2 separate regions of the Danio rerio genome follow, and region 2 is linked to region 1. A link is a contact called in public Hi-C data. All regions are on one chromosome and are shown on one strand. Each heading gives the region's core, a stretch centred on a gene start, on an enhancer-like site or on the middle of the called end of the contact. The rest is flanking DNA. Distances are from core to core; before and after follow the strand shown.

Region 1 (5,704 bases), core at 308-2,807:
TAACAAATTGAACTAAATTATTATTTTTTTTGTTATGCCTTTAAGCATGTATAGCCTACAGTATGTTGTGTTTTGTTTTTCTTCTGGCATACCCCTGACTGAGGCCTTCTTTGATTTTTAAACTTCTCAGAATATACTTTCATGAGTCTGAAATATTTTTTTCTTTAAATGACCTTTTTTTTTCACCTGAAAATAAAAATTGGTTTAGGCTGTCAGCTTTCCATATCACACTGCATGTTGTTCTAATAAAGAAATAAAATGTTTTTTTTTCCATTCTCCTGTTTTTGTTCAATCTAAATGTCGTTCAAATTATAACGTCTTTTGGGAATGTATTAGTGTATGCTTCCCTACTGTATACTACAGTGACCCTTTGACTGTGTGTGTTTATATGGTAAACACTGTGTTTTTTTTTTAAATGTTCACATGTTTTTATTTCTTACATAGTTTTTTTTTTAGTTTAAATTATTATGATATTTTATTTCCATTCTTTTATTTTAATATTGTATTTGTCCACCTACAGTATTTCAAGCATTGGCAACATTTATCATTTACAGTCATGCCAATAAAGCAGTTTTGAATGGTATTGTATTCAATACATAAATGCTCTTATAAGTTTCATACAATCACATATTCAAATAAAAACATCGTATTGTAGATTTTTTTCTGTCTGCAATTAAACTTTTCAAACAATAATAATATCTTGATAAATAAAACTAACATGACATAGCAATTGTCATGGGTAGCACAATTGTAGGTAGCACAATTGCCTAACAGCAAGAAGGTTGCTGGTTCGAGCCCCGGTTCCCCCAAAGTCCTAAGACATGCAATACAGGTGAATTGAATAAGCTAAATTGTCTGTAGTGTATATGTGTGAATGCAAAAGTGTATGGGGGTTTCCCAGTGTTGAGTTGCGGCCGGAAGGCCATCTGCTGCCTAAAACATGTGCTGGATAAGTTGGCGGTTCATTCTGCTGTGGTGACCCCTGATTAATAAAGGGACTAGGACGAAAAGAAAATAAATGAATGAATTAATTTATTTCATGAATAATATTGTAGCCCTGCATTTAACAAATTGCCAGGTATCACTACAATGTCAAAAATATTACTTCACGGAAGTTGAGACTTTTAACATGCTTTTCATTTCAGTTTCCGGTTGTGTTACGCCTGCAAAAAGTTCGACTCAAAACCAATATGACAGTATCAAAACATACTTACACATATCTCTGACTAAACACCTCCTTGGTATCCATTTGAATTGTACGGCATTGCGCTTAAAACCTTAATCGTTAACTCTCATAGCATTAGATCATGAGAGTATATTAAGATAGTTGTGTAAATGCAAGCGGTCAGCGGACGGATTATGTTGACGGAAGTAGACGTGGATTTTGTGATGAGATCAGAGCCAAACGTACAATGTAAACTGACATATCGATAACCATTTGACGTCAACGCTGTTTGCATTTGTTGTAGGAGTAATAAGTTACTCATAACCTAAGCCGGGATTTATTTAGGCAGGAGGTTCTCCTCTACCGCCGGTTACTTACATGAGGTTGTGGAAATCTAGCTGTCAACGTTGAGCCAGAAAACAACCGTTTACTGATGAATCTAACGTTACTTTGCAGAGAAACATCGTTCATTCGCTTCGAAAATAAACAAATGTTATTTTTGTACGCGCTTTTATCCATTAACGGTTTCCGCCGCGTATCGGACATGTAGTTAAAACATCTGTAAACTTTGAAGAAACATGTTCAGTTAATGTCTGCTTCATTATGATTATAAAACGCAATAGCATTGAATGTTGCTGACAGGAAACGAACGCTTGAGTTGTTGTAATACAATACATATATTAGTACAGTAGATTCAGTATATTGTAGTTTTATATCGAGAAGATGTCTCCAATTCCTGTTGTTCCTCTGATCATCAACTGTTGTATGTCTGCACTTGGGTGCATTGCAACAGTCAAGCTTATTCCTGCCTTTAAGGAACATTTCATATCTGCAAGACTTTATGGCATGGACTTAAATAAAACCACAAAGAAAGAGGTGTAAGTTTTGGATTTTTATTCTTATGTTATTGTGCATCGATATTATGTGTTGCTTTGCTATATGACGTTTGACACCTGAATTTAACTCTTGTTTCCTTTTTATTAACCAGACCCGAGTCACAGGGTGTAATCAGTGGGACAGTCTTCCTCATCATCCTCTTCCTCTTCATCCCTGTTCCATTCTTACAGTGCTTTATGGGAGAGAAGTGTCAACGGTTTCCTCACAACGAGGTGAGAGAACGAATGATCCTTTAATCATGAAGTGAATATCAAGAACTCATCGTTTGTTACTGTAATGTTGCAGAATTAGGGGTCAGCAGGGGCTTTTAGTTATTGCAACGTTTTAAAATAATCAAGAACATGATCAATTGTTTCAAAGTCTGTGCAAAGGCTTTTATGATGTTCCGAAATATTATCTAAAGGGATAATTCGCCCAAAAAGAATGATTTACTCACTATTTACTCTTCCTCAGAATGTTCCAAAGCTTTAGAAGTGTTTTTACCCCTGTTGAACATAAAAGAAGATATTTTGAAGAATGATGGAAACGTAGTCATTGTCATTTTTTTGATCCACATAGTTTGTTCAGCTGATCGGTGCATTGTTGGCCATCTGCTGCATGATTTTCCTGGGCTTTGCTGATGATGTTCTGAACCTGCGATGGAGACACAAACTTCTGCTGCCCACCATGGCCTCTCTGCCTCTCCTCATGGTTTACTTCACTAACTTTGGCAACACTGTCATCGTCGTGCCAAAACCTTTCCGTCTCCTTTTGGGGATGCATTTGGACCTGGGTGAGTGTGATGGTCAGAGAGTCTGCTGAAGTGTTGGGTGTTCTCTTTCTTGACAGAGAGAAGTTTATTTTGTAGGTATTATACACATGTACATCACCATTTTGGAAGGACACTATATGCTGTGTAACTGCAGGTTAACTATGTTTCTTTACTGTCTAACCTTTACACAACTCCTTAACTTACTTATTTTTGACTGTAATGTAATAGTAATGTGTACCTTGGCTTTTTGTAAAGGTGACAATAATTATTTGGGACAAATATTATTGTGAAATACGCTATACAAATAAACTTGAATTGAATTGTATTGTATGATACATGCTTATAAACTGACTGTTTTGCATATACTGTGTTTTAGGAATTCTGTATTATGTGTATATGGGAATGTTGGCTGTGTTTTGCACAAATGCGATCAACATCTTGGCTGGCATCAATGGCATTGAGTCTGGACAGGCTCTCTTCATATCAGGGTCCATCATCCTCTTTAATTTACTGGAACTCAATGGTGAGCTGAGGGTCTGTTTTTCCTCTTATTTTTATATTAAAATCTCTTTGCATGGTTTTAATATAGGCGTAATTTGTTTCACGTGTATGTACACTATCAATAATTGAGATTCGTTTTTACATATAATCATGTAAGCTGCATTTATTTGATCAAATATACAGAAAACTCTTTAAATATTGTTGTTTAAAATGATTTTTAAAATAAGGTAAATATGAAGGCTACTGAAGTCTTCAGAAATTATAGTCAAAAATGTAAATAATATTCAGAATTGCTGAAAAAAACAACAACATTTGTTTAAAAGTGCTCAGCAAAGATTAATCGTGATTAATCGCATCCAAAATAAATGTTTGTTTTGACATAATATATGGGTGTGTTATATATGGTATATTTATCATGTATATATGATACAACAAAAAAATTTGTCACATGGATATTTTAATTAATATATAATTTGTATCACATGTACATATACTGTATATTTTATATCTAAATAAAAATGAACTTTTTCTAAAATGTATGTATGCATGCATGTGTGTTTTTTTACATACAGAATAAATATACACAGTACACACACATACAGTTTATTATGTCAAAACATACGTTTATTTTAGATGCGGTCAGTTTTGCTCAGCACTGCTTATTAATCAATGTTGCAAACAGTTACATTGTTATAATTGTTGCCTTTTAAAGTCAGAGTTTAAAGTTTGCAGCTATATTTAATATCTGCTCTTGGATTGTTATATTGATCTTTGAATGCCATTTCTCTTTCAGGAGACTACAGAGATGACCATGTTTTCTCCTTGTACTTCATGATTCCTTTTTTCTTCACCACATTAGCTCTCTTCTACCACAATTGGTTTGTTCAAATTCTTGCCTTTTGATTATCATTGGCATATACCAAAGATATATTTGTTTATATATTTGCCATGCATAAAGCAATTTTTGGAAATGTTATTATTTAAAATCCCTAAAAACAAACATGCCCATTGCCAAGATGTACTAGATATGTCCCGTAATGCAGATTGATTTCAAGTGTGTTTTGATACTTGCTCCAACACTGACATTAATTTTTTTTAAAAGTTTGCTTAGTTCACCTTTAATTCTCTCTTTTGAATACTGCCTATTAGGTATCCCTCTTCTGTGTTTGTGGGAGACACTTTCTGTTACTTTGCTGGAATGACATTTGCAGTTGTCGGGATACTCGGCCACTTTAGCAAGACAATGCTGCTTTTCTTCATCCCTCAAGTCATCAACTTTATTTACTCACTGCCTCAGCTCTTTCACATCATTCCCTGCCCTAGACATCGCCTGCCTAGGTAGGTAATTTCACTAACATTTGTTTTTATACATAATTATAAATGTAAGGACACTTCAATTAAATAATTTAAATTTTAGTAGTCTGGAAGCTATGAGAGCTATATGTTCTTCATTATACACACTCTTTTTACAATTTTAAAGTGATTTACTTTTAATTTTAAGTGATTTGCTGGATAGAGAGAAGTGAGGATATGGGTTTAAATATGCATATTTTAGAAAATTTTTGATATTTTAGTCTGTCTAATAAAATAGTTAAAGATAAGCTTCATCTTTGATTGCTATTTAAATATTTATTGTTTACTTAAATAGGTCCTATGATGCCTTTTTAAAGGGCATTTTTAAGGTTTTTGGAGTTTCTGGAATATCAGGGAATTTTAGAAGGTCTGTTCCAGACATTGCAAGTCAGGGAGATCTTTGTTTAGAATATTTTAACCAAGGAATATCAATAATTTTTGTTTGTTATTTTAAATTTGTCAGCTCTTTGTTAGATACAGTTAGCCTATTTTTTCAGTGCCACATTATTCCTTCATTATCTCCTTAAATCAAATGTAGTTACCAGCCTGGTCCTGTTAAAATATTACATTGTTTTGTGTGTGCTTAGTGTGCAACATAACAGTTGCCTGTTTCTCTGTCAATTATTCACCTTATTTTGCAATGTGGAAGCAAGCAACTCTTTTCTTTAAATGTGTAGTCTTCCAATACATTTGCCTACATAACTAGGCTTATAAAATGGTCAAAGTATTTGCACATCAAATCATTTACATTTAAATATTATGATAAGAAAATTACAGCTTACAACATCAAACAGCATTAGTTGTTTTGTGTGGCGAAAATGAATGGAAGTGAATGAGACAGTAAGTCTCTATGCATTTAGGATACAATGACTGAATAATAGGTCATGGATATTCAGCTTTTCGTCAGTAAAAGTCAGGGACATTTGGTAAATTGGGAATAAGGGAACAGGTTAACATGCTTTAATGTTGAAAAAAAAAATTCCCATATGATATACATTATTGAAGCATTTATAATCATAGTTTGTCTTAAATGCTGA
Region 2 (5,751 bases), core at 579-3,078, 400 kb after region 1:
AGTTTGCATGTTCTACCTGTGTTGGCATGGGTTTCCTCCAAGTGCTTCAGTTTCCCTCACAGTCCTAAGGCGTGTACGTGAATTGAAGAAGCTAAATTGGCCGTGGTGTATCTGTGTGAATGGATATTTCCCAGGACTAATTTGCAGCTTGAAGAGCATCCGCAAGTTGGCGGTTCATTCTGCTGATGGATAATGGGACTAAGCTGAAGGAAAATGAATGAATGAATGAATGAATAAATGAACGAACGAACGAATGAATGAATGAATGAATGAATGAATGAATGAATGAATGAATGAATGAATGAATGAATCTACATATACACAATATGTAAAATTTTTACCTAAAACCACTGACCTGTCATCATGTCTTTCGTGTATTTCAAATAATGATTAAATGTTTTGCATGTGTGTTGTTGCATGCACTATAAATTATTATTTGATGTGGGTTGCCATAATAACAAAGTTTATGGATTTTGATTAAATAAACAAGAAGTTAGACACATAATAAACTGAAATTAAATTAGAGTCACTATTCAGAACATAATATCATTTGCAAGCCATTTATATTTAGTTGAAAGTTGTTGTCATTGAAAGTACAGCGGTATTCAACCACAGTAAAGACTAAATAAGACAAAAAAAATCATGTTTAAGGTCTTTATTGTGCAGTTTCTCTGACAAGATGTACACTGCAGGTCAGATATTTGGGGATATTATGATTTGTCAGGGTTTTTGAAAGTCTTTGCTGTTCATTGATAATGTAATTGATGTAAAATGTAAGAAATTGTATTTATTTCTGTAATTCGAAACATTGTCACTCCAGTCTTCTTGAATTATTTTGGTCTTCAATCATTACTACTGGTTCTCATTTTATCAGTTCAGAACTAAATGTTTCTGCTAATTTTAGTGGATATTTTAACTTAAAAAAAAAACACACACACATACACACACACACACACACACACACACACAATTGAACTGAAGTATAATGTTTTGAAACCTAAATATATTTACTGTCACATGTAATTAATTTAATGTATCTGTGAAAATGATTTGAATTGTGCTCTTACTCTTGTACTCTTAATATACGACTGTTTCCATAAAAATAAATGAACATTGATAACAATCAGAAAAAAAATATATTCAGCAGCAAATCAGCCTATCAGATTGATCCCTGAAAGATAATGCAACACTGGAAACAAGTAATAACAGCAGACATTTCTGCATTGACTTTGAATTAGTCAATTGACTTTTGTTTGAAAGTCAAATTGAGAAGTTGTTTTAACTAAAAACTGCATTTCAAAGTTTTTATTTTTATTTTACTTTTGTCCTGATGAGCAAAAGAGACGTCTTTCGAAAAAAAATGTTTTCAAATAAAATGTTTTTATCACGCTAGTAAGAAATACACAACCAAGACGTTAAAGTGTCATGAACGGTTATGAGAGCTGTGTGTAAGTGGATGATTCTCATAAGGATCGCCTCTATCACACATTTTGACTTTTATTATTACGCTGTACTGTCTCCTAGTGGTTGAATGACACTGTACTGTCCTCAACAATCAATTTTCTCTAATAAAAATGGCACTTGCGAAAAGAAAAAGCAATAATAAATGTATGATTACAGATTTTCGCTATAACGAGACAATTGATTAGACTCACCTACAACGTCACTAAAGTGATAACATAATTAATCTCGCAGTCAATGCCATCGCCGTTTGTTAAAAAACAAGCATATTTGTTTCTGACATGCGCGAATCCTCCGCCCATAAGTACCCTGGAGCACACTCTCGCCGCGGCCTCGCGGAGAGCAGAGCGCATGCGCATACCGCATCAGAATGTTGAGCAAAACGGACTAGAACAGAGACGGGAAGACGCGCAAGCAAATTCAAACATATTTTTTCTCCTTGTCGAGGTGAACGTCTGTCGACCTAGAATATAACTTATAAAAACATGACGGAGCCCCAGTCAGCACTGTTACTCAGGAGACAGCTAGCAGGTAATATTTGAAGGCTGTTGGCGAAGGCAGGCTAACAAACCGGTGAACGTTTTAGCCAGCCAGTACACCCGAGACGGAGCATTTTAGCCGTTAGCCGCTAGTTTAGCCGCTAACAAGCGCTGTGTTTATCATACAGCATTAGTTAGCATGTTAGCAGCTAAAATAGCCGGCTAAAGGCAAGCCCCGTCGTCTTTTGTTATTTTAAAATGCTAGTTTTGTACTACTCTTGCTAAAATATCAACATGAGAGTTTTTCTAACATAATTAAAACAACAATACGCGCACGTTTGTTTAGTGTTATTCGGTTTATTCATGTCAACATAAGTGTCAGTCACTTTTTTCCGTATCACACCGGCGGGGCCGCTCTCGATCGGCTACCCCCGTGTTTTGACATCTGTGTCCGGACGCAGTTTCCGCAAGAGAACCAGTCATCTTATAAATGGAGGAAAAGTCTGTCATTGGTCCAATTTCTGCTCACTGTCTTATCGTTGTCCGTCAAACCAATAGTATTATCGCACGGTTTAAAGGTGAGATTTATAAGCCGTATATTGTGTGCCATTACCCCGCATCGGGTTGATCAAATCCCTTTGTTTTTCTAGGCTGGCTAGCAGGCTAAAGCTAACAAATTGATGGCTGCTGTTTGATCACCAGCTCACCGGTACAGCGAGAACTGGAGACCCATAGTCTCTGTCACCATAGACCTGTGCGGGAAATTGGCTCTTATTAGAGTCGTTATGAGTGTTTCCTATTGTTCTATGCCCAGCACACACACACTGAGCAATATGATCCGCGAGTGTCAGCTTTACTGAGCTCAACCAGAGGAGGATTTCTCCACTGGGCCCCATTTGCGCAGTGCAGCCAGTGAAGTGAGTTAGTTATAGGGGTCAAACTAGGCAGATTACCTGAGTTTGGGGGTCTGATGAGATCAATTAAAAAGCAAAACAACAGATCTGCTACATGACAGCTGTCTCTTTGCCACAGACAGCTCAAGCAACCCCATCCCCCCAAATTACTCATCTTACACACACATAAAAGCAACTCGCTTGTTTCTTTCCAAGGGTCGCAGGGTGAGCGGCACCCCGGGCCTGTCATGGCGTCAGGTTCTGCAGAGGCCCTGCGCTTGATTGACTGATTCAGGGGGTCAGGGGCTGTTTTGGTTGTCTCCTTTCAGAAGAACCAGCATGGTGAACTCATCAGCCTTGATCTAAACTCAGTGAACCCTTCGTGAGAACAAAAGCCTCACAACGTTCATTAATGTTGGCCCGTAAAAGATACGGGCCAGGAAAATGCGGGCACAACTTGTGTGATGTTAATGCCATGTGTAGAGAGGTTTTTTTTAGAAATCACTCAAAAATTACCTTTAATTTTTTACCCACCCCAAGCTATTAAACATGTTTTGAGACTTTAAGTTGAAAAAAAATTAAGGTTTTGGGTAAAAACATTGCAGCGTCTACTAGAGCCGTGTGATTAATCGAAATCTAATTGCAGTCACCATTTGAAATGTTGCGATTAGCTAATCACAAGAGGCTGTAATATGAAGATATATTTGTATATTTTTAATTCATTTATTTCCCGTCCAGAGCAAACGCGTGACTGCGTTTTTGTGACAGTCTTACTAGACAAATTAGTGAGCACAATTGAGTGATGAGTGTCTTGCTAAAAAGTCAATTGAAAGTATTGCCAGGGACACTCAATTTAGTAGCAAGCAACAGCATAGTACAACTGCAGAGTTGTTTCAGACATGTTAGTTTGCTGAGTGTTTTTTTTTTATTATTTATTATTATTGTTTGTATAGTACGCTACACTATCTCGCTAACTTAAGTTGAACTTGTTTACAGAAAGTTAAGGTCATTTGATTTACTGTTCTATCTTTGCATACTGTTTCATCTTTTTGTTTACTTTTTGTCCTGGGAGAGAGGTTGGCTTTTCTAGAGAAAAATTTGTGTTTAATTTCTAAATATTTAAAAATAAATTTGATTAAGTAAGTTAATATCTTTTCTGTTTCTTTTTTTTTTTTTAAATAACGCTCACTGCATTTTTCCTGAAAATTTAATACAACTACCAAATGGTTTAGTTGAACCCTGTTCACTAGCATTAGATGAAGAGTTGTTTCCTTTTCCCCAAAACCTTGGCTGAAGAAAGTCAGTCATACACTGGTTGAATGGACTGCAGGATAGTAAATAAATTATGTATTTTTTTGCCTTCAGATAATGTTCTGTTATTAAAAGCACTACTGTTATGTCACTTTATGCGCATGCTTTTGTAACTTGTGGGTTTTCTTTGCCTGTCAAGCTTTTTAACATACATTGACAGGAAATTCTCTGAAAGTGATTCCAATGATATTGTATATCTGTGGTGTTATTGTTAAATCTGCTGTGTGGACATCTCTCTTCTAATTGAATTTGAAGGGTTGGTAAACCTTTCTAGTAGTGGCTGTCATCCATTCTTGGTTTGAACAGCCCTTTATGCTATTTGTGTGATTGTTGCTTAGGGCTGGTCGATATGGCAAAACTGCAATCTTGATAATTATTTTGCATATTGAATGATAACGATGTATATTGCGATACCAGTTGTTAATGCTTCCAGATTTAAAAGAGTATTCCAGCAATGACTGAAGCCACAAAAATTAGAGGGTCTATTAAATGGCATAGCATATTTTCAGCCGATACTTTTTCAGTGGCAGAAAATTTTGGGACATCTCTAACATCAACACACTTTTAGATTCTCGTTGTTGCACATTTCTGTTGTGTGATTGGCTCTTAGATCAATATAGAGTAAAAAGTCCAAAGCTTATCATTGTTATTGACACAAACTTCATCGCAATTTGATATAATACAGTTTATTGGCCCAGCCCTAGTGTTGCTATAATAACACTTCAGCACTCTTATATTGGAAGTAGGTTTGTTGAAAATACAATTGAGTCATTTAATAACCATCAGATAGTGGTAAAAAGGTGGCTTTGACAGAAGAGACTCTTCATATGAATGCCAGACTGTCTTAGTGATTCATGTGCAAAAATGACACATCCATATGACTGGATAACCCAACTGTCATCTTGTTTATGACTACAAGGTGGTCATGCAGTCAACCTCCAGATATTCTGTTGTGCTCCTTCTTGCAAACACACAGAAGTTCAGAGTATCTGAACAAACAGACAGGCGTTCTGTGACTAAAGAGTCGCTCAGCTGATCTGATAACAGACAGGCAAATTGGTCATTTCTTGTCTGAAATGTTGCCCAGATGTAGGTCTAACTATCAGAACTCATGTGAAGGCATGTATGCACCTACTGCCCTGAAATGCCCCAATTTGCCCTTTGAGTAGTTCCATGCAATTGTCAACCAAAGTTTTCACCAAAATAGCCAAAAGTATGATCACATTCATAAACCTCATGTTTATTTTCCTCATTTAAAATATGTTTACAGATTGATATTTTCTGAGCCCATGACACTGTGGTTGGTTGTTTTGTAAAATATAAACCGATGTTTCAATATAATATTAACTCATACTTTCTCTGTGAATTTGTTTTACGTTTTTACTGCAAATGTCACATCTATAACACTTTTCTGTACAAAGTGGCTAATTTGTACCTTGATGTCTCTTCCTGACAGAACTGAATAAAAATCCTGTGGAAGGTTTCTCAGCCGGTTTGATAGATGATAATGACCTCTACAGATGGGAAGTACTAATAATTGGTCCTCCTGATACACTCTAGTAAGTCTTTTTGTTGTTTTATAAAATGTTATGTTGTGTGACACCTCA

Evidence for each region. A called contact is a pair of places that touch in the nucleus more often than the background predicts.
Region 2: a contact with region 1 is called in a Hi-C map of an unstated tissue, with 2.6 times the contacts expected there. The contact joins the promoter of ube2g1a here to the promoter of dpagt1 in region 1. A contact is called at or near these places in 1 of 18 Hi-C or Micro-C datasets (an unstated tissue) and 1 of 4 datasets of contacts at active chromatin or transcription factors (embryo).

What each region holds. Positions count from the first base shown.
Region 1 is chr5:31,204,412-31,210,115 of GRCz12tu, forward strand. dpagt1 (dolichyl-phosphate (UDP-N-acetylglucosamine) N-acetylglucosaminephosphotransferase 1 (GlcNAc-1-P transferase)) reads left to right here and starts at 1,558. Exons shown (of 9, transcript NM_001089411.1): 1 at 1,558-2,043; 2 at 2,154-2,274; 3 at 2,621-2,834; 4 at 3,190-3,336; 5 at 4,108-4,192; 6 at 4,464-4,652. The coding sequence starts at 1,889. It overlaps c2cd2l (c2cd2 like), which reads right to left and starts at 1,572. Exons shown (of 15, transcript NM_001077383.2): 1 at 1,544-1,572.
Region 2 is chr5:31,602,835-31,608,585 of GRCz12tu, forward strand. It overlaps ube2g1a (ubiquitin-conjugating enzyme E2G 1a (UBC7 homolog, yeast)), which reads left to right and starts at 1,829. Exons shown (of 6, transcript NM_199863.1): 1 at 1,829-1,992; 2 at 5,601-5,703. The coding sequence starts at 1,947.